Linked DNA regions of Mus musculus: regions 1, 2 and 3 are each linked to region 4. The links are chromatin contacts, called in public HiChIP or PLAC-seq and promoter capture Hi-C maps. All regions are on one chromosome and are shown on one strand. The core of a region is the stretch at or near the end of the contact, and the rest is flanking DNA. Distances in the headings are between cores, read along the strand shown.

Region 1 (7,059 bases), core at 417-2,916, 710 kb after region 4:
GAAGTACATTCTTAATTCTACATAGGAGTGCAGAGATCAGAGAGCAACTTGCAGAAATTCGTTCTCTTCTACCATGTGGGTCCCAGGAATCCAACTCAGATCATCAGGTTTGGCTGAAAGCACCTTTACCCACCAAGCTGTTTTTCCCCCTGAAGCCTGTCTTGAAAGTCTGATCCTCCAGCCTCCACCTTCCAAGTGCCGAGATTGCCGGCCTGTGCCATCACGCCTGTGCCATCACGCCTGCTTGATGTAGTGCTGGAAATCCGAGCCCAGGGCTTAGTGCACGCTAGGCAGCCACTGTGGGCTGCACTGCACCCCCACATCACTACTGCTGTTTATCAACTTTAGAGTTTCAGGAGACGTGTCACTCTCGTTGCTGGCCTTTAGCACCATCCTTTTCTAAAGTCACTCAGCCTCCACCTCGGGCGAATCTTCCCTCCCCCCTCCCCCCAGGGTTCAAAGCGCCAGTTACTTACTACTGGGATAGAAACTGCTGCTAGGTTGCCTGAAACTTCTCCCTTTCCCTGAATCGTACTCCCTGCCCTCTCCCTTGGAATGACTGTTCTGTGGAGGTGCTCTAAGGAAGGAGGGTCCAGTGGTTAGGAAGGGGAAGGAGAGACAGGGAGACAGTGCCTCCCTGGCCCTAATCTGTGGACAACTAGAGAAATGACCTCCAGGTCAGGACAAAGAGCAGGGCTAGGATAGGCAGAGCCCAGCGGCCCCTCCTTCCTCCCTCCAGTCTGGTCCTCTCTGCACCAGTACCTCTACTATCGATCCACCTTCCCAGCAAGCTCCCTGCACCCTGTCCGAAGCCAAGCCCGACTTGGCTCGAAGCCCTCACCTCAGCGGGCGGGCATTGAAACAGGAGATAGGAGAGCCCACTCCAGAGCCCCGAGTATTTTCGGGGAGGAGGGTGAAGTGAGGCTTACTACTCTTTATCGCGACGAGCCGTAGGAAAGAAAAATCCTTCTGGAGAGATGTGGGGGCGGGGGATGGGGGTCTTCTGATGAAGGTAGGGGAGGCTCTAGGCTAGGACCACCCAGTTTGGATCAGGGAGGGCCCCAGCAGATTAGAGACCTGAGTAAAGCGCCTTACAGGGTTGTAATTACTCCCAGAGAAACAGAGAAGACACCAACCCTAGGGTGCAAGAGGAAAAGCGCCTTCGCAGCCATCACCAGAAAAGAGAAAGGATAGCCCTTTTAGGAGTCTCCATGAGACCGTTCTTCAGGCGTTGCAACGCCCCCCCCCCAATAAAGATTTTTGTCTGAGGCAGGCTTGGGAGAGAATTTAGACTGCACGCTAGAGCCTCCAGCATCCAGAGAGAGAATAGGGGATCCTAACCCAGCACCCCACTCCCCTAGTCCCAGCGGCCGGTGAGTCACCCGAGAGCTCCCTACATAGTCTTCAGGCGCGCGGCACGTACCAACGCGCGGCCGCAGGGGGAGTCAGTGTGGCCAGCAGCGTGCCCCCAGCTCGGCGTCCGCCCTGCGGCGACCACAGAAGGAGCATCGTGAAGTTCCGGGAGCTGCATCGCAGGGCGGTGTCGGAGCCCTCTGGTTGTGCCCGTGGTGGCTCCGTACTCCATCACTGCGGGGGCGGTCATCCCCCGCGCACTTGGTACATTCGGAGAGGCCAGGCCCAGCCCGGGCGGTACAATAGGGTTGGGCCGCGACCAGGACTGGGCCGGCGCGGGGCAAAGGAGCAGAATCGCGGTCGCGGAGGACCGACCTCGGGTAGCTGGCTACTCAGAGCTTCGTTAGCCACCGGCCTCTACCTCTCCCACTCGGAACGCCGCCGCCTCTGGGTCTTTGCCCGCTGGGCGGGCCGGGCGGGATGCGCCGCGGGACCCTGGTCCTGGCCTCCGGCCGTCGCCGCCGTCGCGGCTGAGACCCTCCCCCAAAACCTCCAGTGACGCCGCAGCCATGGAGAGTGGCCCGCGTGTGGAGCCCGGCCCGGGCGCACCCGCAGGTAAGCCGGGAGCCACACAAGAGCGAGCCCGGAGGGGGACCGAGTAGCCGCAGGGCGGCCGAGGATGAGGCTGGCGGCTGGGCGGGGACCCCTCCCCCCCGCGCCCTCTGACCACTTAGAAGTTTAAAAATAAAGGCTGTGGCCGCTGCCGAGGCTCCGGGCCACGGACGCATCTTCTGACAGCTGCCTCCTCCCCCCAACCTCCGCGCCGGGAAGCACGGGGCATCGGGATCCGTGGGAACCCGGCTAGGGATTCGATGGGGTGACCCTTCTGCCGCAGCCTGGTGCTATCCTCTCGTCCCCACCCCCACTCTCCTTCGAGATCCACCCCAGACTCTGAAGATCCTCTTTTACTGAGCTGGAGCTACTGTCTTCTCCATCCTCCGCGGGCACGTGTGACCTTAGTCTTAATATGTGTGTTAGGGTACCAGATTCTCAGGTCTGGAACTATGCATACCGAAGCTAGGCCCTCGTACCCCCACGCCCAGGCCCTGGCCCAGACCTCGCCCCCACCCCATCCGTCCAGCTGCCGCGCAAAGGGCCTGTTGCTGTTGTGGGCCGACCAGGAGGGGAGGGAGACGAGGGGGAGGTCTTTAGCGGTGGCTGCCAAGTAACCCGCCGGATAAAGGCGAGGGGGAGGGGGAGGCGGTATTGTTTGGGGCGCGGGTGGGAGCTGGGGAGTGGGCCGCCTTCCCAAAAGCCAGGCCTACTTCAGAGCCCACCCAGTCTGATTTGGGACAGGAGTGACAGAGGTCTGCCGGCACCACGTCACTTCTTTGGGCCGGACTCTGTAGAATGAGGTGACCGCTCAAGGATGGCACTCCCTACATGCCACATCATTCCCTCAGACTGAGGGTTTTTGGATGCTTTACACACACACACACACACACACACACACACAGAGTCTCAATGCCCTAGACCACCAAAGCTCTCCTTTCCACCCCTCACCCCACCAACCACCAGTGTTCTGGACTTCTGCAAACCCCATTCTATCTGGGAGCAGCTGACGAGGGGGTGGGGACAGAATTCTGGTTGGGCCCCGTGTTGGAGGGAGGACTCTTTCTTCCTGGAAGGGGAGGGAAAAGCTTGATTACTGAGGACCCAAGTCCTGATCCACTCACACAGTCATCCCCACATTTCCAGAGAGTTCCCAGCCTAATCCTGTCACCTCCCTGCCCCCTGGGGTGTGGAGCCCCGGATTGAGAGCATCTATAGGGGTGGAGAGCACCCAGGATGAGGTGGGGGCTGCTTGGCTGTGGGTGGGCTCCTCCCTGTGTCTTCGTGGTGCTTGGTGGGGATCTATGACATGTAGGTGGAGATTGGTGGGCTTCTGGAGGTTTACAGACTGTGCTGGCAACGAGGGTGGTCCAGTTTGTCTTGGTTCCACGGAGCCTGAGAGGGGACACCTAGGGAGGCCCAGCCTGGTCTAGCCATCTGCTTACTGGTATTTTGCACCTGAGAGTTCATGGCACTGGGGTGTGCACGAGAGCCCAAATGAGGGCAGGGACACAGCCTTAGCCGGGGCTGGTTTATAATTAGGGCACTTGGATGAGTGGCCCAGACTGTGTATGGGGGCAGGGGTGGGATGCTTGGCTGTACTTGAGGGCCTAGGTGAGTGCGGAAGGCCACATGCAGAGGTCTGGATGAGAAAACTCTTCTATTCACAGGGATCTAGATGGAGTTACAGGACAGGTTGGGTCAGGATCATGCCTTGTTTCTCTATACATTGAGAATCTGAAAGTGACCAAAGCCAAGACTTCCTGAGAGTAAATGACAGGCCCATAGTATGCGCCGGGGAGAATATGGGGCAGTGGTCCGGGGAGAATATGGGGCAGTGGTCTAGGGCTCTGAGTGTTGGTGACGTGACCCTGCTTTCTTCAGGTGCTTAGTTGTACACCGAGCTGTAACAGACAGCATGGGGTAAGGGGACAAGGGTGGCATCCCCTTTAGAGTCAGAAGGCCTGGATGGAAATCCCAGACAGCTGTTTCCTGACTAGTGCCCTGGACCTAGGGATTCTGTTCCCCGGGGAAAACATGGATCAGGGTTTGCGCTGTGAGCCTCTTGTGGTCGATGGGCGATGATGAACCTAAAGGAAGCTGGCATGCAGGCACCAGACACCCTCCTTAAAGTGTGATTACCATTATTGTGGTTAGGCTCATTACAACTGGTGCCAGTGGGGAGGCGTGAACTGTGGGGGAGGGCGGGGATTGGGAAGCAGCTCAGAGTGTAGACACTAGAATCGATGAGTTCCACGTCATAACCTCCACTGGACGATGGGGGGGGGGCTGTTTCTTAACCCAAATCTTAAGTTTTTCCATCTAGAAAGTAAGAATAGTGCTAGAAATGACCCCTTAGGGGCACCAGGCTCTTTAACTTAGCCCCTGGCACACAGTTAGTACTTGGTCAATGCCAGCCTAGGCTTGTGTTTTATTGATATCATTTCTAATTCTGTCAGAGGTCTGAGGACCTCAGATGGACCCCCCATTAGAATTGAAAGGGGGAGGGGGCTGGAGAGATGGCTCAGCGGATAAGAGCACCGACTGATCTTCCAAAGGTCCTGAGTTCAAATCCCAGCAACCACATGGTGGCTCACAACCATCCGTAATTAGATCTGACATCCTCTTCTGGTGTGTCTGAAGACAGCTACAGTGTACTTACATATAATAAATAAATACATACATATAATAAATAAATAGAAAGAAAGAAAGGGGGAGGGGTTGGTATAAATAGGGCAGAATACCAGGCGAGGGACACCTAGACTGATGTGAGGAGCTGGAGGGCACCTGGACAAGAGAGAAGTTCTCCTTGGCAGGAGGAGAGAAAACAGGACTCGGGTCTCTGCACATTGTCCTGTGGCCCCACCATGTGACAGCAGGGTGCTGGTTGCGCTGAGGTGGTGAATGCAGTCAGTCAGAACCTATTCTGACTTAGATGGGGAGCAGATGTGTTCTCTGAAGAAGGGCAAGCACCATGGTTGCCTGCCAATGTGGTGCCGCAGAGCATGGGCTTTGTGGCACACCCCGTAGAAGTTGGGGAGACCGGCCCAATGGACTGCAGATATCCATGCAACAGCCAACATGGTTGATGCCTCCCACTGCCGGACAGTCCCCCTCACTGGACTGGTGGGCTCAGTGTGAGGCCTTTAACGAGCCTCTAATGTGAAGTCACGCATATGCAAATGAGGAATAAGGACATAGGCCAGCTTAGCCCTTCTCCCCCTGCGGATGGCCACTGGCTACTAGTGGGGCAGAGGTAAGCAAGCGAGCCGGAAGCCCGAAAGCAGGGCCCCAGACCAGCGTGGAGGCTCTCAGAGCAGTTAGTAGTTAGTCTCAAGTCTGACTGAGCTTGAACGGAGGCCTTAAGCATGGGAGTCATGTCCTTGGGTCCCCTCTGGGCCAGGGAGGGAGTCCATGAGCGAGGCAGGCTTAGATAATGTAGCTTTGTTGGCTGGTGGTAGCTCTGCCTGGCACCCCGGGGCACAGCCTCCAGTGTTTTCTCCATCACCTCTCAGCTGTAGCTCTTCCCCCAAGGGAAATGGGGAGCTTGGAGTAGGGAACATGATATTGCTGATCCTCCTGAGTTGTCAGGGGAGACGTGGACCTAGGGAAGGAGGTGATTCCTTGGCTCTCTAAACCCCCATTTCTTGTTCCTGTCCCTGTCACCCACCATTTGTTCACGACCTTCACTGTGCCAGGGCAGTGTCCTCTCTCCTTCGTTCCTCATGACAACCCTATGAGGAGGGACTCATTTTCTCCCCATTTTATAGATGAGACCCAGAGAGGTAAGGGTGCTCGCCCAAAGCCACATAGCTAGGAACTGGCAGCCTCAGGAGTTGACGATTCAGCACCAAATCTGAATACAGAATCATCGTGACCAAGCAAGCCAGTGACAGGGTCTGGCCACTTCTCTTCCAAAATGTCCTTCTGTGGGCCTTGTGGTCCACGGTGCCCCCTGTCGTTTCTCCTGGCAGACACTGGTCGCTCGCTATGGGTTCCCTGTGAATCCTGTCAGGTTGGAGGCTGAGTAAATTGAACTCTAGTGGTGAATGATAGTCTAGCTCTAGCTAAAGTTCTCCAGGCTATGGGCTGGGGCTGAGGGAGGGACTCGGCCTGGGCCGCTGGATGGGGTCATTTCCTGCCGCCTAAAATAACAGGAAGTGGGTGCTCCTGATTGGAGGCTAGGGAACAATGGCCGCCAGGCCTGCCAGGGCTCTCCTTCAGAGCCTCTGTCTCACTAAGGCTGCAGAAGCTTCAGCCTAGCTTCAGGACCCTGCCTCCTACCTCTGGGGGAGGCTGGCCTTTCCCAGTGTACAGCTTACAAAACTGCCTAGTTCCTCCAGGCCAGGCTATGCTGCTCTTTAGGAACACCTGTCCTGGCCCAGCATCCAGGCATCCCCCGGGCGTTGTCCTTCCCAGCCATCACCTTCTCCCAGCCCAGATCTTTCCAGGAGGAGAAACCTGGGAACACCCCTCACCCCGTCCCATAGCAGTGAGAGCAGATGGGACAGTTAACCTGACTGCAAACCCCACCTTTATCCTTCACCAGCTGTGTGGCCCTAGCAAGTGTCTTAATTCTCAGAATCTGCTTCTCTGGTTTGTAAAGTGGGGTAATAGTATACCCCCTAAGGATGGAAACAAAGGATGAACTAATGGACATGGCACAAGCCTTGTGTACATTTCTGTGCCTGTGAAGTTCTGAATCCCATGTCTCTTATCTGAGAGAGACACAAGAGTGGCTTGCCCATCATTGTGTGCACCCTTGTCTATGTGGTCTGCTTTCTCTCTTGGGTTCTCTCTGTCTCTGTGACTTGCGCTCGCTCGCTCTCTCTCTCTGTCTCTCTCCTGTCTCTGTGTGTGTGTCTCTTTTTGTCTCTGTCTGTCTGTCTGTCTGTCTGTCTTTCTCTGATGTGTATACCTGTCTTTCTTTGTCTTTGCTCTCTCCCTGCCTCCTGTCCTCATCTGCCAGGTCTAATGTTGACACCTCAGAAGCCATTTCGCGATCTGGATAACTTAGCTGTCTGTCCTGCCTCCTTTGCATCCCGCTCCAGCCTCCCTATTGCTCCCCTCCCTCCCAGGATAAACGTGCTGCTT
Region 2 (6,603 bases), core at 2,632-5,131, 910 kb after region 4:
GTGTACAGACATCTGACCTAATGGTATTGGCTCCAGCTCCTGCAGCCAGACCAAATACCAGAATAGACAAGCGCTTAACTTTTAAATTTTATGCTGTCTTGCTTTCTTTCTCTTCTACAAGGCTCCACTGGCCAACTATTTAATTTCTTTTTTTTTTTTTAAGATTTATTTATTTATTATATATGAGTACCTTAGCTGTCTTTAGACACACCAGAAGAGGGCATCAGATCTCATTACAGATGGTTGTGAGCCACCATGTGGTTGCTGGGATTTGAACTCAGGACCTCTGGAAGAGCAGTCAGTGCTCTTAACCACTGAGCCATCTCTCCAGCCCATTTCATTTCTTTTAGAAGCTAGGTGGATATACACACATGCATGTACATGTGCGTGTGCGTGTGCGTGTGTGTGTGCGCGCGCGCGTGTATTTGAAAGCTTCCCCTTTCCTAACAACCCCCACAAGATTCCCATACAGCCCCTGCAGATGAGGCAGCCCTGTGCAGCAGCACTTAACGGACATGCCGATTAGGAATGGGAGCTCTGGGGTCTCAAGGCCAGGAGTGTCAAGTCACTTGCTCCTCCAACCAGCTCTGCAAAGCTGAGCAAAGCGACTTTGGTTTTTCTTGTAAAACTGGATGGTGGTGTTATCTATATGGAAGAAAAGCCCTAGGCATCATGGTTGGTTTTTTTTTTCCCTTTTCTTTTTGTTTTTGTTCGTTTTGTTTTTTTCAAGACAGGGTTTCTCTGTGTAGCCCTGGCTGTCCTGGAACTCACTCTGTAGACCAGGCTGGCCTCGAACTCACAGAGATCCACCTGCCTCTGCCTCTTGAGTGTTGGGATTAAAGGCTTGCGTCACCACTGCCCAGCCATTAAGGCATTTAAATGAAGTATTGATACAATTGAAAAACTGTTTCCATAGAGTGGTGGCTCGTGCCTACAACCTCAGCACTTGGGAGGCTGAGGCGAGAGGACTGTTGGAACAGCTACAGTGTGAGCCTTGTTTCAATAAAGCAAAAACAAGTATTGTATTGTTGTCATTATGGTGATGGGTCTTGAGTTTTAGAATCAGTTATGGATCGCACTCATCAGTAACCCACTTCCAGGGACAGACAGGCTCAACCTGGTTCTCCCCAGAATCTCACATGGTGTGACATCGGCCATACACTGCGGAATGAGTGAGTGGATGAAAATGAATCACTAAAGATGGCTGAGACTCCATAAATAAACCAGAAAAGACCATCACTCTTAACACAACTGGGGTACCAACGCTGAGGGGATGGGAACAGGGGGATCAGAGTTCAAGGCCAGCCTTTGCTACAATAGTGGGTTTTATGTAAGAAAAGATAGCATGTATATGTTGTATTATTATTTTTTTTTTGAGACAGGGCTTCTCTGTATAGCGCTGGCTGTCCTGGAACTCACTCTGTAGACCAGGCTGGCCTCGAACTCAGAAATCCGTCTGCTTCTGCCTCCCGAGTGCTGGGATTAAAGGCGTGCGCCACCACGCCTGGCTCAGACCTCCTCTTGAAAGGCAACACCAACTACTAATTGTGTGAACATGAAATGCACATTATAGCTTCGCTCTCAGGTGTGTATTATTATCATCATTTTATAGAGAAACAAGCTTACAGAGGTCATCACACTTGAAGATCCCGCAGCTAGCTACATGTGGGATCTAGACTTGTATGCCTTCAAAGGCCACGTTAATAATGTAAATTGCTAATTTACACTGTCCTCCAAGATGCGGACTATCTAGAGAAATCGAGCCTGCCCCTCCACTAGGGCTATTAGCCTGAGTGAAATCGCATCACACAGGCAGCAAGAAACAAGCCTCCCGAGGAAGGAACACAATGGCGTATAACAACACCGGCAGGTTGCTCCTCAACCCTGTAGTGAGCACTGATTTATTCTCATCTGCGAGTCGAGTGCTAGATGCTGAAGTACAAACATGTGTAAGACAAACAAGTGGGGAGACACAGGCAAACAGTTGAGCATCGATCTGCCAGCCATGTGGTAAGGTAAGAGAAGCACGGGAGGACACAGTGAGAACAGAAGCAGGTCCTTCTGAGGAAGGAGGGAGGCTCCTGAGGGACGAGACTCTTCAGGAGGTCGGGGAAAGGACGGAGTCATGAAGGACACAGGTTAAAGATCTACACACACTTTGGTGTGATTGGGACTCAAAGTGTCTGTACTGGCTAGTTTTGTGTCAACTTGACACAGCTGGAGTTATCACAGAGAAAGGAGCTTCAGTTGAGGAAATGCCTCCATGAGATCCAACTCTAAGGCATTTTCTCAATTAGTGATCAAGGGGAAAGGCCCCTTGTGGGTGGGACCATCTCTGGGCTGGTAGTCTTGAGTTCTATAAGAGAGCAGGCTGAGCAAGCCAGGGAAGGCAAGCCAGTAAAGAACATCCCTCCATGACCTCTGCATCAGCTCCTGCTTCCTGACCTGCTTGAGTTCCAGTCCTGACTTCCTTTGGTGATGAACAGCAGCATGGAAGTGTAAGCCGAATAAACCCTTTCCTCCCCAACTTGCTTCTTGGTCATGATGTTTGTGCAGGAATAGAAACCCTGACTAAGACAGTGTCCTAATCGGAGGGCCCCAACGTGTTCTGCCTAGGACTTGGTCTCCATTTAGACAGGAGTGGAAGGTTGTCGGCAATTTTGAGGAGAGACATACTAGACATATTTGCATTTTATAAAGCCCCACTAGACATATTTGCATTTTGTAAAGCCCCTGGTAGCAAGGCTGGGAATGAATGGAAGGGAGTGGTCCAGAGGGTTCTCTTGTCTGTTTACGTATGCACTTACACAAAATCAGACACACCATCTGAATGTGCCTGTTTAACATCAATGGAGGGGACATAAGCTGTTGGGAGGAAATCGAGCTTTCATTAGTGTTCAGTTGTCCTTTAGATAAATGTTTACTCCTCTGCCTACAAATACAATAGCCCAGCAAATTTGGTGAACAAAGTTGTTTGCTGAGAAGTAAGATAGACTGGCAGCGTGTTTTGGGTGGTCGTTTCTCTCTGCACTACACATGGCATAATTTTGCATTTTATAAGCCTTCCAAAAGTATTTTCACAATTGCAACCCCTTCCAACACTTGCAAAATCAAGAAGCATGTTTTCGTTCTTATCTATATTATTTTGGGGCCCTACATTTCTAGAAATGGCTTCTGAAATGAGCATGACCAGGCTTCTGCTTACGTAGGAGGACAGAGACGCGGGCGTCCCCATCTGTTTTGTGGGGGTTAACGGATGGTTATACCTGCCAAAAGTATCTTGTCAACTGTAACTACTTTTGGAAATAGACAGATTTCCAGAGACTGGGAAATCGAGGGCTCAGGCACTGTAAGTATGTCCAATGTATTAGGCTTCTCTGTGGGGAAATGCTCTTTTGGAGAATTAATTTGACTCCGGAGGGCTTCCAACTGCATGGGCTCTGCGTCTTTTGAGAAAGATACCCGGCTGTCAAAGAGAAGTGCGCAGAGGCATCGGTTTGGCTATTGGGATGAGGGGAAGGGGGTCAGGTGCCGGTCGGCCTGGGTATCAGGACGGAGGTTGGAGGGGGGCTGGTGCTAGGCTGCGGTTCTGTATAGGGACATTTAGTGCGGTGAGGAAGGGAACAGATCAAGGCTGCGGGGGCGTTACTTACCTTTGCGGGCCTTGTCTCCGGGGATGTTCTGGGCCCTCAGTCGCTGGTCTAGGACGTAAAGCATCTCCCCGCCCAAGTTCAAAAAGAGCAGCGGCAGAGTCCGAACCGACATAGTGCCGGAAACCCGCAGGGTAGATGAAGGAAGAACCCCAGGGTTTGTGATTTAGCAGCCTGGAGGCCCCTACGCGTCCATAGCCCGGTTGCTGGGGCAACGCCGGGAACAGAAAGGCGAACCAATCACATGGTGGATTGATAGGAGGTGGCCGAAGACCGGCGCTTATTGGGTTAAGTGACAAAGATCGCTTCAGGGGATTGGTTCAAACGGAGGCGCGCACCTTTGGCCTCCCGGGAGCGCTGGTTTTGAGTTTTCCAGTTTAGCTTTGGTGTCGCCGGGAGCGTTCCAGCCAGCCGCGCGTATCTGCCGTGGCCCAGCCATCGCACCGGAAACTAGGAAAATCAACCCCAGCGTCTTCGGAGTCGTTCGCCTAGAGTCGTCTAGCGTCCCGGTCCGCCATGGCCTGCTGTGCTGCGGGCAGATTTGTGAACTATCTCCCAGGGACGTGCAGAGGAACCAGTGAGGTCATGGCAAGCGCCACGAAGGCATTCTGAGTTATTATAATCCCTCATCTCGATTAGTTATATCATTTGTCTCCTTTCTAACCCCTCCTGGAAGCGATGTTACGCCGGATTTACTACTCAGTGAGGCAACCCAGCCCGGCCCTCCTAGCAACTTAAGTAGCACCCTCGCGTTTCTTCACCTACGGCTGGACCTTTTCAGACGATTCGTCATCAGTGTTTCTGCTAAGCACTTCTCTCTCCAGCCACAGCAATCTTGAGACTTGAGCTTTGGAACCTACATCCACCTCCTTTAATAATCAGCCACTTCCTCCTTTTCCTTGTAGAATCCTCGCATTCCTTAATTCCCCTTTCTGCATTCCTACGTTCCTCTGTGTCACTGCTCTGATGCTGTTGGACTAAATTTCAAAAGGCGCCGCTTACAAAACACAGCTCATTCCTTCAATGTCTTCCTTCCTGCTTGTGGCATCCTCCACGTCACACCTTCTAGTCGTTTTTCTTTCCTCCCAAGAGCCAAACTTTTTAAAATTGTCTAGTACAACTTGAACCTTTTTGTTTTGTTTTGAAACAGGGTTTCTCTGTGTTGTCCTGGCTGTCCTGGAACTTGCTCTGTAGACCAGGCTGGCTTCAAACTCGGAGATCCACCTGCTTCAGGCTCTGGGAGTGCTGTGACCCGGCACATGAGCTTAACACCTCAGCCCCACCTGTAATAAACATCTTTATCTTCTGGTGGGCCTTATGCATTTTGTTATCTGCCCAGCTTCCAACACTATCTCAAGTTTTGGCAGAACACGGTCCCTTTCAGAGTTTGCCTCTGTGTACTGTCAGACTGGATAGGGTCAAGACAGAGCAGCAAGGTGTGGCTGCACTTGCCTTTGATCCCAGCACTTTGTAAGCAGAGTCCAGCCTGGTCTACATAGCAAGTTCTAGGACAGTCAGGACTGGGTCCCTGTCTTTAAAACCAACAAAAATCAGGCTGGAGAGATGGCTCAGCGGTTAAGATCACTGACTGCTCTTCCGAAGGTCCTGAGTTCAATTCCCAGCAACCACATGGTAGCTCACACCCATCCGTAACGAGATCTGGCGCCCTCTTCTGGAGTGTCTGAAGACAGCTACAGTGTACTTACATATAATAAATGAATAAATCTTTAAAAACAAAAATCCAAAACCAGAGAGAGCTAGGTTTGAACACTAGTCAGCTTTCAAAATTGGACAAGTTGTCTATGTTTCGTAAGCCTGTTTTCAATAGAAAATAGGACAGTGGCCGCAAAAACCTTTAATCTCAGCACTTGGAAGGCAGAGGCAGGTGGATTTTTAAACTCAAGGCCAGTCTGGTCTACAGAGTTCCAGGACAGTCTGGAACCCCCTTACCTTCCCCTCCTCCCCTACAAAAAAATAGAAAGGCAGCCGGCTTGAGGAATAAAGGATTTAAGTATCAGGCAATATTGAAGTGCCCATGGCTGCATTTAAGAGTGCCTTCCCTGCAGGCCTGATCCACTGCTGTGGCGTTCTCTCCCAAGGCTGGTGCCTGGTCCTGTAGCACAGGACCTCTACACAGGTCTCCATCTCATTAAGGCCTCCCTCAGTGTTCCTGGAGGTGATAACCAAACAGTCCAGCTTCACTTCTGATTCTATCCACTCACCTCCTCCTCCATCTCAGAGATGATCTCAATTTTCCCATCCTCACATGGCCCATTTTTTTTTTTTTTTTTTATTACATATCTTCTCTTGGCGATTAAACTTTTGGAGAAAGGGTTTCATGTAGTCTAGACTGGCCTCAAAGTAGCCATGCAACTCAAGATAGCCTTGAAATGATAATGTCTCTCCCAAGTACTGGAACTAGTCATTCAAACACCAGGGCTCAGTATCCATAGGCAACCACACACCCAGGGCCTCAGGTACCTCAACAGCTCCCAAACTGCGCTGGTTCAGCCCTCATCCCTCATCTCTCAACTGCTCTTAGGTAGCACATTAACACATCTTTCTCTTGGTGGCATTCCCTTCTTTTTTTCTTTTTTTGGTTTTTCAAGACAGGGTTTCTCTGTGTAACCTTGGTTGTCCTGGAATTCACTCTGTATACTAGGCTGGGTTCAAACTCAAGAGATCTGCCTGCCTCTGCTTCCTGAGTGCTGGGTTTAAAGGCGTGCATCACCACTGGCTGGCAAGCTGAATGTTTTTTTGTTTTGTTTTGTTTTTCCAGACAGGGTTTCTCTGTATAGTCCTGGCTGTCCTGGAACTCACTTTGTAGACCAGGCTGGCCTTGAACTCAGAAATTCGCCTGCCTCTGCTTCCCAAGTGTTGGGATTAAAGGCGTGCGCCACCACTGCCCGGCAAACTGAATGTTTTTATACCTGAGTCCCATTCACAGACTGAA
Region 3 (7,382 bases), core at 2,368-4,867, 540 kb after region 4:
AAATAAGACAAATTTATTTTATTTTGGTTTTTCAAGTTAGGGTTTCTCAGTGTACCAGATCCCGAACTATCCTGGACTTGCTTTGTAGACCAAGTTAGCCTAGAACTCTGCATTGGGATTAAAGGTATGCACCACCACCACCCAGTGACACAGAAGGTGTTTGTTTTTTTATTTTGAAAGACTTAGCAATCCGTTGCTTCTTATAGAACCCAGGACTACCAGCCCAGGAATGGGCCCTCCCACCCTTCATCACTAATTGAGAAAAATGCCTTACAGCTGAATCTCATGGAGGCATTTCCTCAAGGGAGGCTCCTTTCTCTGTGATAACTCCAGCTTGTGTCAAGTTGACACACAAAACTAGCCAGTACAGATAGCCTTTTTAGTACTGGTTGAACAATCTTCCCTCTTGCCTTTGATGCTAGAATCTTACGGCAGTTAGGGTTTAGAGGTTAACGATATAGTGAAAGATCGTACTTAGAAGTTCTAAGCCTCGGCCATGCTTTACCAGGCTGCTGTCAATATCACTTCAGTAATGATGCATTGGAATACTAAACGGACTCTCATTTCCCAGACATTGTTTTGACTCTAGGCTGAGGAAGGTTTACACGCTTGGGAAGATATGCAGAGAACATGAAAGAAGCAATCCTTCAAAGCAGCCATGTCAGAAGATAGAAGGACTTTTTTTTCCCCTTACAGTGTTTCTTTCTAAAACAAAGAAATCTTCCTCTGGATGCCCTTGCAATTCAGGCTTCATGTCTCACTGGCTCATTTTCTCATGCCACTGGGAAAGCAGCAAAGTCATCCTTTATAAGACTTACATTAATGGGACTTATCCTTTGCATCGTAAGGACTAGGAAGGTTAGTTATGTCTGACAAGACAGAAGCAGGTAAGGACCTTTGGGTGGGTACCTTGGCTTATGGAGAGTAGTAGAGAGCCTTCAGCCTTGGCTCCATGTGTTCTTACAGCCCATGTTTTATATTGTGTTTGTTGCTGGTGATCCAAACACAAGTCATTCTAGAAACGACTGGTGGGGGCTGTCATTTTTTAGTGGTGTGTCTTCCCTAACACAGGAAGGAGACTACAGACACATGAAGGGCTGTAGAATAACAGTGGCAGTTGGGAAGAAAGTGAGTATTCTTAAATCCCTGAATCTCATTTGGAGGCCTCAAGGCCTTACCACACGTTACTGTAGGAAGTTTGAAATGCACTGAGCATTTGGTATTTTAATGTGCTTTGTCATGGCGACTCATGTATTCGTGTAACTATTTGATACCCTGGTATTTTTGTTGGGTGGTTCATGTAGTTTACTCCTTTTTAAATTTGGTTGTTTGTCTTAATGAGCTATGAAAGCATATAAAATTCAAGAAATAAGTTCTTTGTTGGAGATAATATGTGTATATATACACATATGTGTACATATATATGTAATTTTTCCTAACCCATGTCTTGCCTTTCGTTATGAATAGGAAAAAAACGTCCCATTTTTATGTCCAATTTATTAATGTAAAGTTAAATTTACTGTCTTTCTAACTTTTCTAGTTCATGCTTTTTTTAGTCGTATTTAAAGAAAATTTGCATTGTCTGGCTGAGGTGGCTGCTGGGATGCTCAGTGCACAGTGTTCACTGCTTCCTCTGCACCTGAGACTTTGTACTGTTTTATAGATCTTCCTTCTGAGAACCATCGATGCCATCAGGCATAAGCCACAGTTTTATCCTACTTCTTGAGCCCTATCCTTGAAAACAATCCAGCCAGCCAGCCAGCAAATAGTTAATGTGCTCTTACAGGACAGCAACAAGCATTGCTCTGGTACTGAAGGTGTGGCAGTTAACAAGATACACAAAACTTTATGTCCCCAAGATTAGGCTCATTTGGAAATCAGTTACCCCAAACAGTATTTGGCCAGGGGAAAGTCTCATACAACTTTTCATCGGCAAGAATCTCCTAGACCTTTTTGCCTCCCTACTTTAAATTTTAATTCATGAGTTTTTCATGTGGGTTTACCCTAAAACAGTAAAAGCAAAAGTAGATAGGAACCCATCACAGATATTTGTTGGATTTCACTGACTCTAAGGACGCAAATCTTCCTTCAGTGTTAAAAAAGGCAGCACCTTCGAAAAGATGAATCAGTGGTTATGATCACTGGCTGTTCTTCCAGAGAACCTAAGTGCTTCCCAGCACCCAGGATGGCTCACAACTGTTTGAACAGTTCTCAGGAATCTGCCACCCTCTTCTTGCCTCCAAGACACCAGAAGTGCAGAGACCAGACACCACCACACACATTTGAAAACAAATAAAAGCATGCTGTTTGTCACCACACCATGTTTTTCTGGAAGCTAGTTGAGCTTGCATTCATTCAAAGAACTAGTTCCAGAATCAAGAGATTGGGGGTAGGATAGGTCCTTCCACAAGTCTGAGATTTAGTTCTTATGGCTTAGGTCAATATGGATTGTATATAATCAGAGCTTGAACATGACTTTTAAGATGTGCTCATTCATCTGAGGATGTGATATTTTAAAAGTGATAAGAGTATTTCTTTTCAGTCAACAGGAAGAGAGGCAGAATTGGTGTGCTAGATGTGGCTTGGAGTCACTTCCATGTATTAAATGTTTATTATGTAGTCAGCATATTTATTAAGTACCTCAAAATTGTAACTATTGTAAATATTTTTGTTACTAACATTTGGGAGGTTTTTGTTTTTTGTTTTCCTTTCAGTTTTTCTGATGAGGAAACTAAAGTCCAAAGATAAAGTGACTAATCCAAAAACCCAAAACGGGGAGGGAAGGGATCGTGAAAATAAAATCTTTCTCAATTCTCTTTTTTAAAAAAGAAATATATGTCAAAACATTACTGGTTCATTGGGACACGGGGAAAAATACTGAATCATTGCTAAGCTTGCATGAAGTATCTGGTTTCACGAAGCCAAGTATTTTTAAAAGACGGACTATTTGCCGGATAATGAGCTGGGTCTAGTCTCCCAAAGGTTCCAAGTCAGCAGAAAAGCACCAGACTGGATCGGATCGGGGAAACTGGAGGCTGACCAATTTAGCTGTAAAAGTCTCGAGTCCCAAGGAAGAGAAGGTTTAGCAGGTGTTTAAACACCGGAAGGTCGTTTAGGTTCCTCAACGTATTGGGAGACTGTTTAAACATAAACGTAATTCCATCTGGTATACATGGAACATCCCGTTTCTTGTTCATCCGTTTAAAAACTATATTGAACTTGTGGTCACCGCCTAGTGCACGTGCTCCAAGCGGGTGTGGCAGACGGAGCTGGGAGGGAGGATGCCCTTGGCTGGTCACCCGCCACTCTCAGGTAGGATGTACCTCAGGTAAGCTCCGCGGGCAGGCAGCGATGTCGCCTCAAGCAGCGGTCCTCACCCGGGAGGCTGGCACGGGGAAAGCTGGCCTCTCGCTCGGGATTGTCGCCGTCAGGCACAGCGGGTGCAGGGCGACCGCCCATCCGCGGCTCCGCCCCAGCCAGGCACCGGCTCACCCGCCCACAGATCCCCAGACCTTGTTGCTCCCGCAAGGCTCTGGCTCCAGGCGAGCTGCCGACCCGGAGGGAGAGCGGGGCGGGATCCGGAGAGCGGAAGTGACGCGAGCGGGCTTCCGGGGGCGACCGGGAAAAGCGAGCGGCTGCGGCGGCGGGGCGGCTGGCGGGTCGGGAAGCTGCACGCGTCAGCATCTGTGGGCGACGCAAGTTCCGGACCTGGTTCCAGCGTCCTCACTCAGGACTGTCGCCGCTCTTACCTCGCTGCAGGCTGTCTGTCTCTCCCGACTGTGCCTCTTGTGCCCGGAGCTTTCCGAGGGCGTCCGCTCCTCGCCTCTGTGGTGGCACCCTTCTCTCGTGAAGCACTCCCCCCAGCTCCATGAATGGAAATCGGCTCCGCAGGTGAGGCGAGCTGCGGGACAGGGCAGGTGGGGTCGTTACCCCGATGTTGTCCCCTGAGCATCCTTGTTCCTTCCACTTCAGGTGCTGTCAGCGCACATAGTGAGGGAGTTGCGGGCTTTCAGGCCCGATGCGGGTGTCCTCTCCACAGCCCAGGGACCTACACTCTTGGGGTCATTGAGTTGGCGAAACTACAAGGAGGGCTTAAGTTTGGAGTTCTGTAGGTGATGACATCCCCCTAGAGTGCTTTCCCCTGAGAATGGAGAGAAGTTTGCCCTTGCTTTTGGAATTCTTGTTGGAAATATAAAGGGCGCGCTTGTCCTTTAACCGGGTCGTGTGTCCCATGGATGCAGAACAAGTCAGGCATAACCCTTATCTACCTATTAGTGTAGTTTGAGGATACTCTGAGATAATCAATGATTACGTTTCTAATTGGTGCTCGGGCGACGTCAGATGCAAGATGGCATTGCTCCCACCCCTGGTTCTCAGTGTCTGAGTGTGTAGTTTCTGAGGAGCTCGGAGATGTCCTGTCGCTCTGGACCACTGCTTACTAGAAGGCAGAGCTTCAGGATGCTGACACTATTTCCCCTCTATTTTCTATTCCCTGCACAGGAAATCTGGAATTTAGGATTTGTCTCTTGAGGAAAAAAAAAAAAAAAAAAAAAAGAGGTCTTGAGAAAGGAAGCCGGCCTGGATAGTGCTTGTCTTTAAAAAGGAAAAAGTAGTCAGCGATTCTAAAGTAGTTGATAGAGTAACATGAAATAGGTGTTACATAACGGCCTGCTGGCCCAGCAGTCACCCTGTTCTCCAGTTTGAAAGTTCTCTCCATCCACAAGATCAGTAATATATTGTTTTCATATATTTGGGGGATTGCCTTGTTATTATGTCCTAGCAAGTCACTGAATTTCATATCTCATCTTGCCAATTTGAAAGGTCCCCAAATATAAGAGAAAAAAAAAAACCCAAAACTAAAACTAGCAACATAGAAGGCCTTCAAATCAGTTCAGGGCATAATTGTCGAAGGGATACAAAAAGGCATTTCCTTTATTATGTGGAATTTCTTTCTACTCAGTGTCTACCATTTTTTCCCTTTCTATGTTCCATTTTTTTTCTCATATTTTCTTAACAGTGAAATATGTCTAGGCTGTGAAGTTTTGGACTCTTATTATCAATATGTGTGTTTCCAGACTGTATTTTCTATGCTTTAAAAGTTTACATTCTGTCTGTACTGCTTTTACTTTATAAGATAATCTGATTATTTCCAGCTCTCTGATTTTTACATAGCTACCCTGTTGCCAAGCCTGGAAAACTAAATATGACATTTAAGGTTGTGTTAATCATCTACCTAAAACTTTTGAAGAGCTTTCCCCCAAATTGAGTATTTTCCCTATTTGGGCTTTTTATGTGAAAATATTGACATGTGTTGATTATTTGTGATATAGGGCCAACTACTCAGTTGATACAATTAGCTAAGCCTGACTCAGTAAAATGTACCTTTTCTTTTTGGGTGTTGTTTTGATAAAATATAGAGCAGTTGATGTCTTCCCATCAGGGAAGGTATAGTTAAGATTTATTAACTAGTTTGGCAATGGTGGCTCACACCTCGGTCCCAACATTCAGGAGGCAGAGATGGTTCAATCTTTGTGAGTTGGAGGCCCGCCTGATTTACATAAAGAGTTCTAGGCCAGCTGGGGCTACTTAGTGAGACCTTGTCTAAACAAACAACAAAACAACCAAATTGTTGTTCATTGAATAAAAACAAACAAAACAGTTCTACCAGCCATGCTTGGCCATCTTGAAACATAGAATTTGTTCTTCAGTGAAGTTTATGTGTGACTGGCTGTTGTTTACTATCAGGCTCAAGGTTGTTACCATCAAAATGATTCTTTTGGTTGGGTGCAGCGACCCATGGCTTTAACCTCAACACCTGGGTTTCTGTGATTTAGAGGCCAGTCTAGTCTACATAGTGAGTTCTAGGCCAGCCAAAGCTACATAGTGAGACCCTTCGGAAGGAAGGAAGGAAAGAAAGAAGGAAGGAAGGAGAAACAGAGAGAAAAAGGGAGAGAGAGTTTTTTGTGTTGTTCTTGCGATTTTTATGTAATTGTTACAGTGAATGTGAAATTGAAACATACTTAGGAAAATAGACAACTAGGTTTTAAATTCAGATTTGACATTTTTTAGCTATGTGGGCTGGAGAGATGGCTCAGCAAGTAAGAGCACTTGCTGTTTCAGCAGAGGACCCGGGTTTGGTTCCTAGCACCATGTGGTAGCTCAAAACTATAACTTCAGTCCCAGGGGATCTGATGCCCTCTCCTGACCTCCAAGGGCATCAGGCATGCATATGGTGCACATACATATGTGCTGGTAAAACATTCATACACATAAAGCAATATAATAAATTTTAAATTTGAAAAAAATAGATATAGGTGCTTTCTAACAGTCTATTAGGTTAGTACTGAAATTTTGGTTCTCAAATTCTGTTTTCCTTTTAGTGCAATAGAGGATATAAAATATAATTATTATGTAATTATTTAGTGATGGAGCATTCCTTACTAGAAATATTTATTCTTTCTTTCCTATTTGCATGAAATATTACAAGGGTTATTTGTGAAACTAGGTCTCCTTGTGTAGATTAAAGCTGTATGCCATCATACCTAGCTCTATAAGGCATTTTTCAGTTGTCCTATACAGTCCACTAATTAGTACCACCTCAATTTCAATTTAACAACAAAAAAAAGGGAATAATTCATTTTAAATAATAATTTGGCATTTATGTTTATGATTCCTTGGGGGTAAATCTTATAAAACTTTTTTGGTCTAATTACAATTGAGTTAAATAAAATATATGGGCTATGCTTTATTTCTAAATAAAATGAGAACAGGAAAATCAGGCAATGTTCATGTAAACACTACCTATTTTTGAACCCTAGTACTCTAGTTTATATTTTTAGGTAAAGCCCAGCTGTTGTTCAGAAAGGAATTATACTTAAATGTAAATATTCTCTAATACTCTATGTGAAGATGGGCGTTTCAGTTATGGATTGCTTTCCTAGCGTACTACAAATTCCATCCCCAACATTGGAGGTGAAAAGGCTCATGGAGGGAAACCACTTATTTTTATCATAAATTACTACTATGTAAGTAGAGTTGTCGTGGCTGATAGTTTTATATAATCTTGCAAAAAGGTTTTACTTACTTTTACCTTATGAGTGTTTGACTACATGTATGTATCACTTATACCATGTGTGTGTCTGGTGCTCACAGAGGCCAGAAGAGGGCATTGACTCCCCTGGGACTGGAATTAGTGTAGTGAGCTGCCATTTGTGAGTGCTGGGAACCCAACCTTGGTCCTCTTGAAGAACAGGAAGTTCTCTAACTGCTGAACCATCTCTCCAGCCCTCTTAAGTTAAACTTTTAATTTTGTGTTAGAGCCCGGTATTTCTTTTATTGATGAAAATGTTTTGAGTCAGAAGCACTTGCAAAAGTAAGGCCTG
Region 4 (7,439 bases), core at 4,665-7,164:
TAAAAAACATTTCAGTGAAATGGTTAGAAGTCTGTTTTAGAGTTTCATGTAAATGCCCCATTTTTAAAATGGTGTCTCCGTTTGGAGGGAGGCATTGCAGCTGGAAGAGCCTGAGATATTGGGTTCCATTTCCTTTCTTCCCCTGATGTTCAGCAACTTGCTGGTCAGTAGTGAGTGGCCCATCTCCTGGCCTGGCCCTAATGAGCCTTTGCAGAGCCTGTAGGCAAACAACAACCCTTTCTGAGGTCTGTGACTTTGTTCAGACCTATGTAATCTACTGTGTGCCCATCAGCTTGCCAACCATCATTCTTGGCTCCCTTTCGTCTTCTCTAGGATATCTGTAGGAACTTCTGGATATATTCTGTATGACCCAAGCTTAAAGGACCACTTTTTTTTTTTTTTTTTTTTTTTTGCAGGGTTCCTCCAGTAATGATGCCTATATGATTCTTGTGTATAAAACCTGGTTTACCTGGCTTGAGCGCATCTCTGAGCTGGATGCAAGCCTTCTCTTTTCCTGTCTACACGTTGACGTCACTTTCACATGTGTGGCCAGTGTTGGTCGTGCAGCCTGAGTCTGCAAGTTGTCTGTTTCTCCGAGCAAGAAGGAAGCCTTTCTATAGTGAAGGGTTGGAAAGGAGAGACTGCCCAGGCCTCCTGATGGATGACCACGCCCCTTTCTTCTTCTTCCTGATACCCTGTTGTTAAACGCCGGGCTCTGTGTCACAGCCTCATGGTTTAGCTGTTCTATATGGAAGAGGTGCATTCTCTGGAGCATGAGAGAATTCTGCTATAACTTGCAAAACTACTAGATTAAATGCAACAAAGGCAATCCTGCACGTTATTAATTATTATTATTATTATTTTACTCTATTAAAGCCTATTTAACTATTTTCTGATTGGAGAAATTCTCCTCAGGGTTATCCTTCAGACAAGAGCCTGACTTAAGATACTGAAATTGAATCAGCTTGATATTTGCAAACTACCACAAGCCCCCATTATATTCAAGATTTATTTCTTTACTTTAGATGTCAGAAAAGGAGATTTGGGCCAGGCAGTGGTGGCACATGCTTTTAGTCCCAGCACTTGGGAGACAGAGACAGGCATGGCTCCTTGGGTAAAAAGCATTGGGTGTAGAAACCAAGTGATGACCTGAGTTGGGTCTTTGGATACCACAGTGGAAGGGAAGAACTAGTTCCTTAAAGATGGCCTCTGATCTCTACGCACATGGCTGCATTAACCATTCCCCAATCCATCACACACACAAACACAAACACACACACACACACACACACACTCCAACAAATAATATAAATATACTTTAGCTGAGTGGTGGTGATCCACACTGTCTTAGTTAGGGTTATACTGCTGTGAACAGACACTATGACCAAGGCAACTCTTATAAAGGGCAACATTTAATTGGGGCTGGCTTACAGGTTCAGAGGTTCAATCCAGTATCATCAAGGTAGGAACATGGCAGCATCCAGGCAGGCATGGTACAGGAGGAGCTGAGTGTTCTACGACTTCATCTGCTGGTAGAAGACTGAATTCCAGGCAGATAGGATGAGGGTCTAAAAGCCCACATCCACAGTGACACACCTCCAACAAGGCCATATCTCCAAATAGTGCCACTCCCTGGACCAAGCACATTCAAACCATGACATTGTGGAGTGAGGGCTATTGTGGTTGGAAAGGCTAAATGGAAGCCTTTAGAGTTGCCTCTGCCAAAGAAAATAGTGAATCAAAGACAGTATCACATTCCTGGAGGAATTGCAGAAATTACTACCATTATCAAGGACTTGAAAGATGCAAGGTTAGTGGTTCCCACCACATCTTCCTTTAACTCCCCTACTTAGGCAGTGCAGAACTGGAAGCTCAGACTTCCCCCTGGTCATTTTGGGCTTCTAATGCCCTTAAACCAACAGGTTAAAAAGGGAATAACAGTGTTAGGAGGGGTGATAGATCTAGATTACCATGGGGAAATTGGATTGCCTCTTCACAATGCAGGTAAAAAGGATTATGTCTGAAGTGTAGGAGATCCCTTAGGGCGTCTCTTAGTACTACCATGTCCTGTGATTAAAGTCAATGGGAAACTACAACAGCCTAATCCAAGCAGGATGGCAAGGGATGCAGACCCATCAGGAATGAAGGTATGGGTCACTCCTCCAGGAAAAGAGCCAAGACCTGCTGAGGTGCTTGCCAAGGGTAGAGGAAATACAGACTGTGTAGTTATAGGAAGGTAGTTATAAATACCAGCTAAGGCCACATAACCAGTTGCAGAAACAAGGATTATAAAATAATACGAGGGGGCTGGAGGGGTGGCTCAGTGGTTAAGAGCACTGACTGCTCTTCCAGAGGTCCTGAGTTAAATTCCCAGCAACCACATGATGGCTCACAACCATCTGTAAATGGGATCGGATGACCTCTTCTGGTGTGTCTGAAGACAACTACAGTGGACTCGGACATGAATAAATCTAAAAATAAATAAATAAATAAATAAATAAAGTAATACGAATGCTTCTGTTTTATTTTAAGGACACATTTGTCTTCCGATTTCTTTAACATCAATTGGTATTTAAGTTGAGACACTAAAAGAATGTTCCCAAGGGACTTTGTCCCATTGTAAGTTTACAAATGTATTTGTGATTGTATGAGGAATGGTTATATCATGTTAGGCGTATTCATGACCTTGTTATTGTTTCATGTGATATTATTTGTGTCAAGTTGACAAGGGGTGGATTGTAGTGGCTATTCCTGGTTGTCTACTTGACTATATCTGGGATGAACTACAATCCAGAATTGGAAGGCTCACCTGTGATCCTGATCTTGAGGCTGGGAGATAGAAAATTCTGACCTGGATCTTGGCATGGAGATCTTGAACCATAGTGGCTATGAATCCCAAAAGATTAAGGAAAGGAGATCTCTGAGTTTGAGGTCATCTGGGACAAGGCAAGTCCCAGATCCAGGCATGGCAGTACACAACTTTAATCTGGGCCACACCTTCTGCTGGAAAACTATGTGAGGACATTGGAAGAAGGAAATCTCTCCTTTGCCTGCTTGCCTTGTGGGACTGAGCAACTGCTAGATCCTTGGACACAGCTGCTGCTGACCATTGTTGGGGAGTTGGACTACAGACTGTAAGTCATCAACAAATTCCCTTACTATATAGAGACTACCCATAAGTTCTTTGACTCTAGAGAACCCTGACTAATACACACACCTTTAATCCTAGTACTCTGGAGGCAGAGGTAGAAGGATCTCTTGAGTTGGAGGCCAGCCTGGTTTACAGAACAAGGACAGCCAGGGCTACATAGAGAAACCATGTCTTGAAAAAACCAAATCAACCAACCAACCAACCAACCAACCAACCAACTGTATTGAGACAAATCAGATATGTATCTGTATGTCAGACATATTTGGCCACAGGGTCATCAATTTGTAGCCTTTATGAAATTTCAAGTATCCCAGGGAATACATATGTTTGCATTTCATCTTGGTCTTGCTTTTAATGACCTTGGACTAGTCTCTTGATATCTATGAACTTCTTTGTAAATTTTGGTTAGGTCTGTGGTACTCCCTATATGCTTTCTCTTTTCTCCTTCTATATAAATAATTGCATGGAATGTCCCTGGCACGCTCCTATGTTTTCTGGAATGTGCAAATCACGCCTATTATTCAAGACCCAACTTATCAGACCTCTAGAAACTTCCTGTTGTATTGGAGAGCCTTAGGCTGAGAATCAAGATGCCTGTCAGCCCTGAATGCTGTTACTAATCCTTTGTGTGATCTCTTGCTATTCACATTTTACCTGGGCTTTGGTTTCATCTTAAACCATGGAAACGGGCCTTGGGGTGTGTCTCATTGGGAGAATGCTTTCTTAGCATTGTGAGGGAGGTCCCTAGCACTGCAGAAGAAAATATAGTGTAGTCGAACTAAACAATGCACTTAAACCATTAAAAAAAAAAAAAGCCTGGCATTTTTCTAATGATAGGAGGATGCATGAGTAGAAGAAGAGAGGACATGGCTGAAGCTGGGGTCCCCACTTTCAGTTGAATATCAGAAGTTTCACTTTTCCTGATTTTTTAAAAAAGATTTATTTATTATATGTAAGTAAGTACACTGTAGCTGTCTTCAGACACTAGAAGAGGGCATCAGATCCCATTACAGATGGTTATGAGCCACCATGTGGTTGCTGGGAATCGAATTCAGGGCCTCTGGAAGCGCAGTAAGTGCTCTTAGCCGCTGAGCCGTCTCTCCAGCCCCTGATTTTTTTCCCCTTTTCTTACTTTAGACAATCTATGCAGACCAGGCTGGTATCTATTTTCAACTGTTCCCTTCAGAAGTTCCACTTTTAAGCTGTTGGATTTTATTAGAAGGGAGTAGTCTACAGCCCATAAAAAGGTGGAAACCATCCAGTCTTATATTTAACTACAATCCCTGAAAACATATTTTCTTAACCTTTCTATTTGTTTTTTGCTTTGGACATGTAAGGAAAGAGTCTAGGATATGAAAAAAAAAACATTATCTGGCAGAAGTGAACATGTTTCTTTTTGTTCTACCCATAAGTGAAACAAAAGATAACAGGCCCAAGGGAGAATCAAGGACCAGCATGGAAACTTTCAGCCATTTCAGTGTTCAGCCAATGTTCCTGGGTTCAAAGAGCTACTGACTTACACACAGAAGTACAGCTGTAGAGCAACTTTCACCCTGTGAGCAGAGGAGCTCTGGGTCCCCTTGTATTGCCATGGAGAATAACAACTCTTCAGAGACTTAAACATTTTTTTTAATTAGTTCTTTGGGGATTTCCTAGTATACCAGCAGTCCAAGCACTTGGTCAAGGCAGGAAGACCAGCAGTTTCAGGCCACTCTGGGTTACATAGCAACCTAGCTCCAACCAACCCAACTCCAACCAATCCAACTCCAACCAACCCAACTCCAACCAACCTAAACTAATTTCCTTGTATTTTTTACTATATGTCTGTCTGTTGTGCCTATGTCTTCATTAAGAATCCAAGAGGGGACTTCAGCTCTCATTATCTTTGGCTTCGTTGTGCTTCAGGGAAGATAGTGCCTACCCTTGGATTTCCTGCCTTGACAGTTCAAGCTCCTATTCTTTAAGTCAGACCCTCAAATTCCTTCAGTGGAGGCAAATGATGGCACACAGCAGTTGCAGGTCATCACCATGAAACTTCTCAGGAGAGCAGCCATGTTCTTGAACTATCAAGACTCTTGACATTTTATGTTCTTTTGCCTTGACGACAGTTTTGTGTGTTCAGAATCCTGGAGGAATGCAATTCCAGACTGTGTTCTAGCTCCTCACCAGCCACTCGATATCTTGAGGTAAATTAATTTATTTCAAATGACCATACTGGCAATGTTAACTTTGAAAGCAATGGAGTAGATGGTTTCTAAGATCCTTTTTCATTTTAGTATTCTAATGGCAAGCAGGTATTGAGGAAATTGTCTTCAGTTATTGGTTCTGCCTTCAACACTACCAGTGGATCTGGTTTTAAGGTTGGAAGTTGTTCCTTGAGAGTCGACGCCCTTTACTTGACAAGCTGTTGGTTTCTCCTTCAGATAACAGTCTTGTTTTCTTCTTGGTTGGGATTCTTCATGTTCATAGGGTCACTGAGAACTTTGGCTCATCAGGGTTCTCTCCTTTTGGCAATATCTCTGTAGTCAGGTGTAGGGTGGTGATGTGAACCCCTCACTGACATTTCACCAGATAGTCCTTCCATTAAGATCTTTCATTCTGACATCATCCCTTCGTCATGGTCCCTTTAAGGGAGCGGCCATAGTTGAGTGGTGGGAGCAGCTGCTGGCAGCAAAGAGACTAACAGGATTAGGCCTAGCCTGGGCCACTCACCGCGCACGCTCAGGACCGGGGGCTTGGTGGGAAAGGGAGGAGGGGCTTGTGGCGCGCCTGCGCATCAGGGGCGCGCGCAAGGGGCTGGTTTGGAGATCCCTTTAAGAAAACCACTGGCGGAGGAATTTCTCTGAGAGAAAATAATCCTCCTCACGGGGCCCCTTGGAGGCCATTAACCCCCCGAGTCCCGGCCCCCCTGCCCCGGCAGGCCCTTGCGCCCACGCGCCCGCCCGTGGGACCCCAGGAGCTGCGGCTAAGCGCGCGGGCCTCCGCCCCCCTCGTCACTCCCGCGCCAGGCCCGGCGGGGGCCGAGGGGGACCGAACCGCAGCGGGTGAAGCGCCGGTGTCTGCAGTGTGGGCGGGGGCCGAGAGGGGCCGCGGCCGCCGCGCCGGGAGCCGCCGCGGTTCCGAGCGGGGCCCAACATGGCGGAGCGGGAGGTGGAGACCGGCCCCCGAAAGAGGGTAGGTGAGGTGAGGCCGCGGGCCGTCTGCGGGCTGCGGGCTGCGGGCAGGCGGGCGGGCGGGCGGGCGGGGGGCGGGGCGCGGCCGGCCCCGAGCAGCCCGGAGCTCACGGGTGGCGCGGTGGTCGACGGCCGGAGGGAGGGGCGGCCCGAGGCGGCACCGGGGTCCCCTCGGCAGGTGGGACAAAGCTCGGTGGCCGGCGGGGAGGGGGAGGGGCGGGGGCCGTGGTCCGCTTGGCTCCCCTCCCTTTGCCGGCGTGTGGGTGGTGGTGCGTATTCGGGGGGGGGGGGAGCCTGGGAGACGCAAGGTGTCAGACTCCGCTTCTGCATCCTCGAGGAAAAGGGAGTCTATGGAAGTTTCTCTGGGGAGAGGTCAGGTGGGGGTAGAGGTGGCGGGAAGAAGTCGTGGAGGATTGGTCGTTTCCTGAGGAGTAACCGGGAGGGTGCTGCGGGAACCCCGGAGCCAATTCATCTTCCTGCCTCCACTCCCCTCCCCCTTGACCGTTATCAAGCCCCAAAGTGGACATGGTGCTCTCTTCACCTTAGAAGAAGTGGGGTTGTCGTCTTGAAGTTGGGGGAATGTGTTCTGATAGCCACGGATGTGTTATAGTCTAGCATTCTTTACCTGCAGTTAGTAACGTGGAAGAGTGACAAGTTTTGTCCTTAGGATGTACCCAGCCAGCCTTGCCTGCCCTAGGTAAAGCCTTGTCTACACAGGAGTTGTAAGCCGTTTAAAAGTTTGTCTTGAAACTTTTTTTATTTTTAATTTAGTTGTGATTCATTTTCTTCAGATGGAGAACAATACTATCCACTGAGTAATGTTTTTCAAGGCTTTTTTTTTAAACTTCCCCTCACCCAGCATGTTAAGCATCAAGTTTGTTAAGTTTCCTATCAGGAGTTTTCCTTTTGGAAATGGTCTCCAAATGATGAGTTAGTTGTTAAACCAAGCTGCTTAAAACATGAATCTTAACCAAAAATGCTTTTTCATTCAGCATAAATGTCTATTCAAAGATGCATACTGTTAACATCCTGAGTGCTGACTGTGTGCCTGACATTGCACGAAGTGCTTTGTGAAGAGTTCAACCTCACAGTAACTATGCAGCCCATTTGTGGCT

The links. Promoter capture Hi-C pulls out the DNA fragments that hold promoters and counts their contacts. HiChIP or PLAC-seq counts read pairs in DNA pulled down with a chosen protein or histone mark. Capture Hi-C pulls out chosen DNA fragments and counts their contacts.
Region 1: a contact with region 4 is called in an H3K4me3 HiChIP or PLAC-seq map of bone marrow-derived macrophages, with 4 times the contacts expected there. The contact joins the promoter of Map7d1 here to the promoter of Zmym4 in region 4. A contact is called at or near these places in 3 of 39 promoter capture datasets (cranial neural crest and liver) and 3 of 115 datasets of contacts at active chromatin or transcription factors (bone marrow-derived macrophages, neural tube and pancreatic cancer cells).
Region 2: a contact with region 4 is called in a promoter capture Hi-C map of liver, with 2.8 times the contacts expected there. The contact joins the promoter of Oscp1 here to the promoter of Zmym4 in region 4. A contact is called at or near these places in 2 of 39 promoter capture datasets (both in liver).
Region 3: a promoter capture Hi-C map of adipose tissue shows a contact between it and region 4, with 2.5 times the contacts expected there. The contact joins the promoter of Ago3 here to the promoter of Zmym4 in region 4. A contact is called at or near these places in 3 of 39 promoter capture datasets (the C10 cell line and liver), 1 of 484 Hi-C or Micro-C datasets (embryonic stem cells), 1 of 115 datasets of contacts at active chromatin or transcription factors (neural progenitor cells) and 2 of 9 other capture datasets (adipose tissue and liver).

What each region holds. Positions count from the first base shown.
Region 1 is chr4:126,250,926-126,257,984 of GRCm38.p6, reverse strand. It overlaps Map7d1 (MAP7 domain containing 1), which reads left to right and starts at 1,666. Exons shown (of 18, transcript NM_001347198.1): 1 at 1,666-1,968. The coding sequence starts at 1,923.
Region 2 is chr4:126,055,843-126,062,445 of GRCm38.p6, reverse strand. Oscp1 (organic solute carrier partner 1) reads right to left here and starts at 3,881. Exons shown (of 10, transcript NM_172701.3): 1 at 3,654-3,881. The coding sequence starts at 3,765.
Region 3 is chr4:126,425,777-126,433,158 of GRCm38.p6, reverse strand. Ago3 (argonaute RISC catalytic subunit 3) reads left to right here and starts at 3,617. Exons shown (of 19, transcript NM_153402.2): 1 at 3,617-3,891. The coding sequence starts at 3,873.
Region 4 is chr4:126,966,702-126,974,140 of GRCm38.p6, reverse strand. Zmym4 (zinc finger, MYM-type 4) reads left to right here and starts at 5,914. Exons shown (of 30, transcript NM_001114399.2): 1 at 5,914-6,325. The coding sequence starts at 6,287.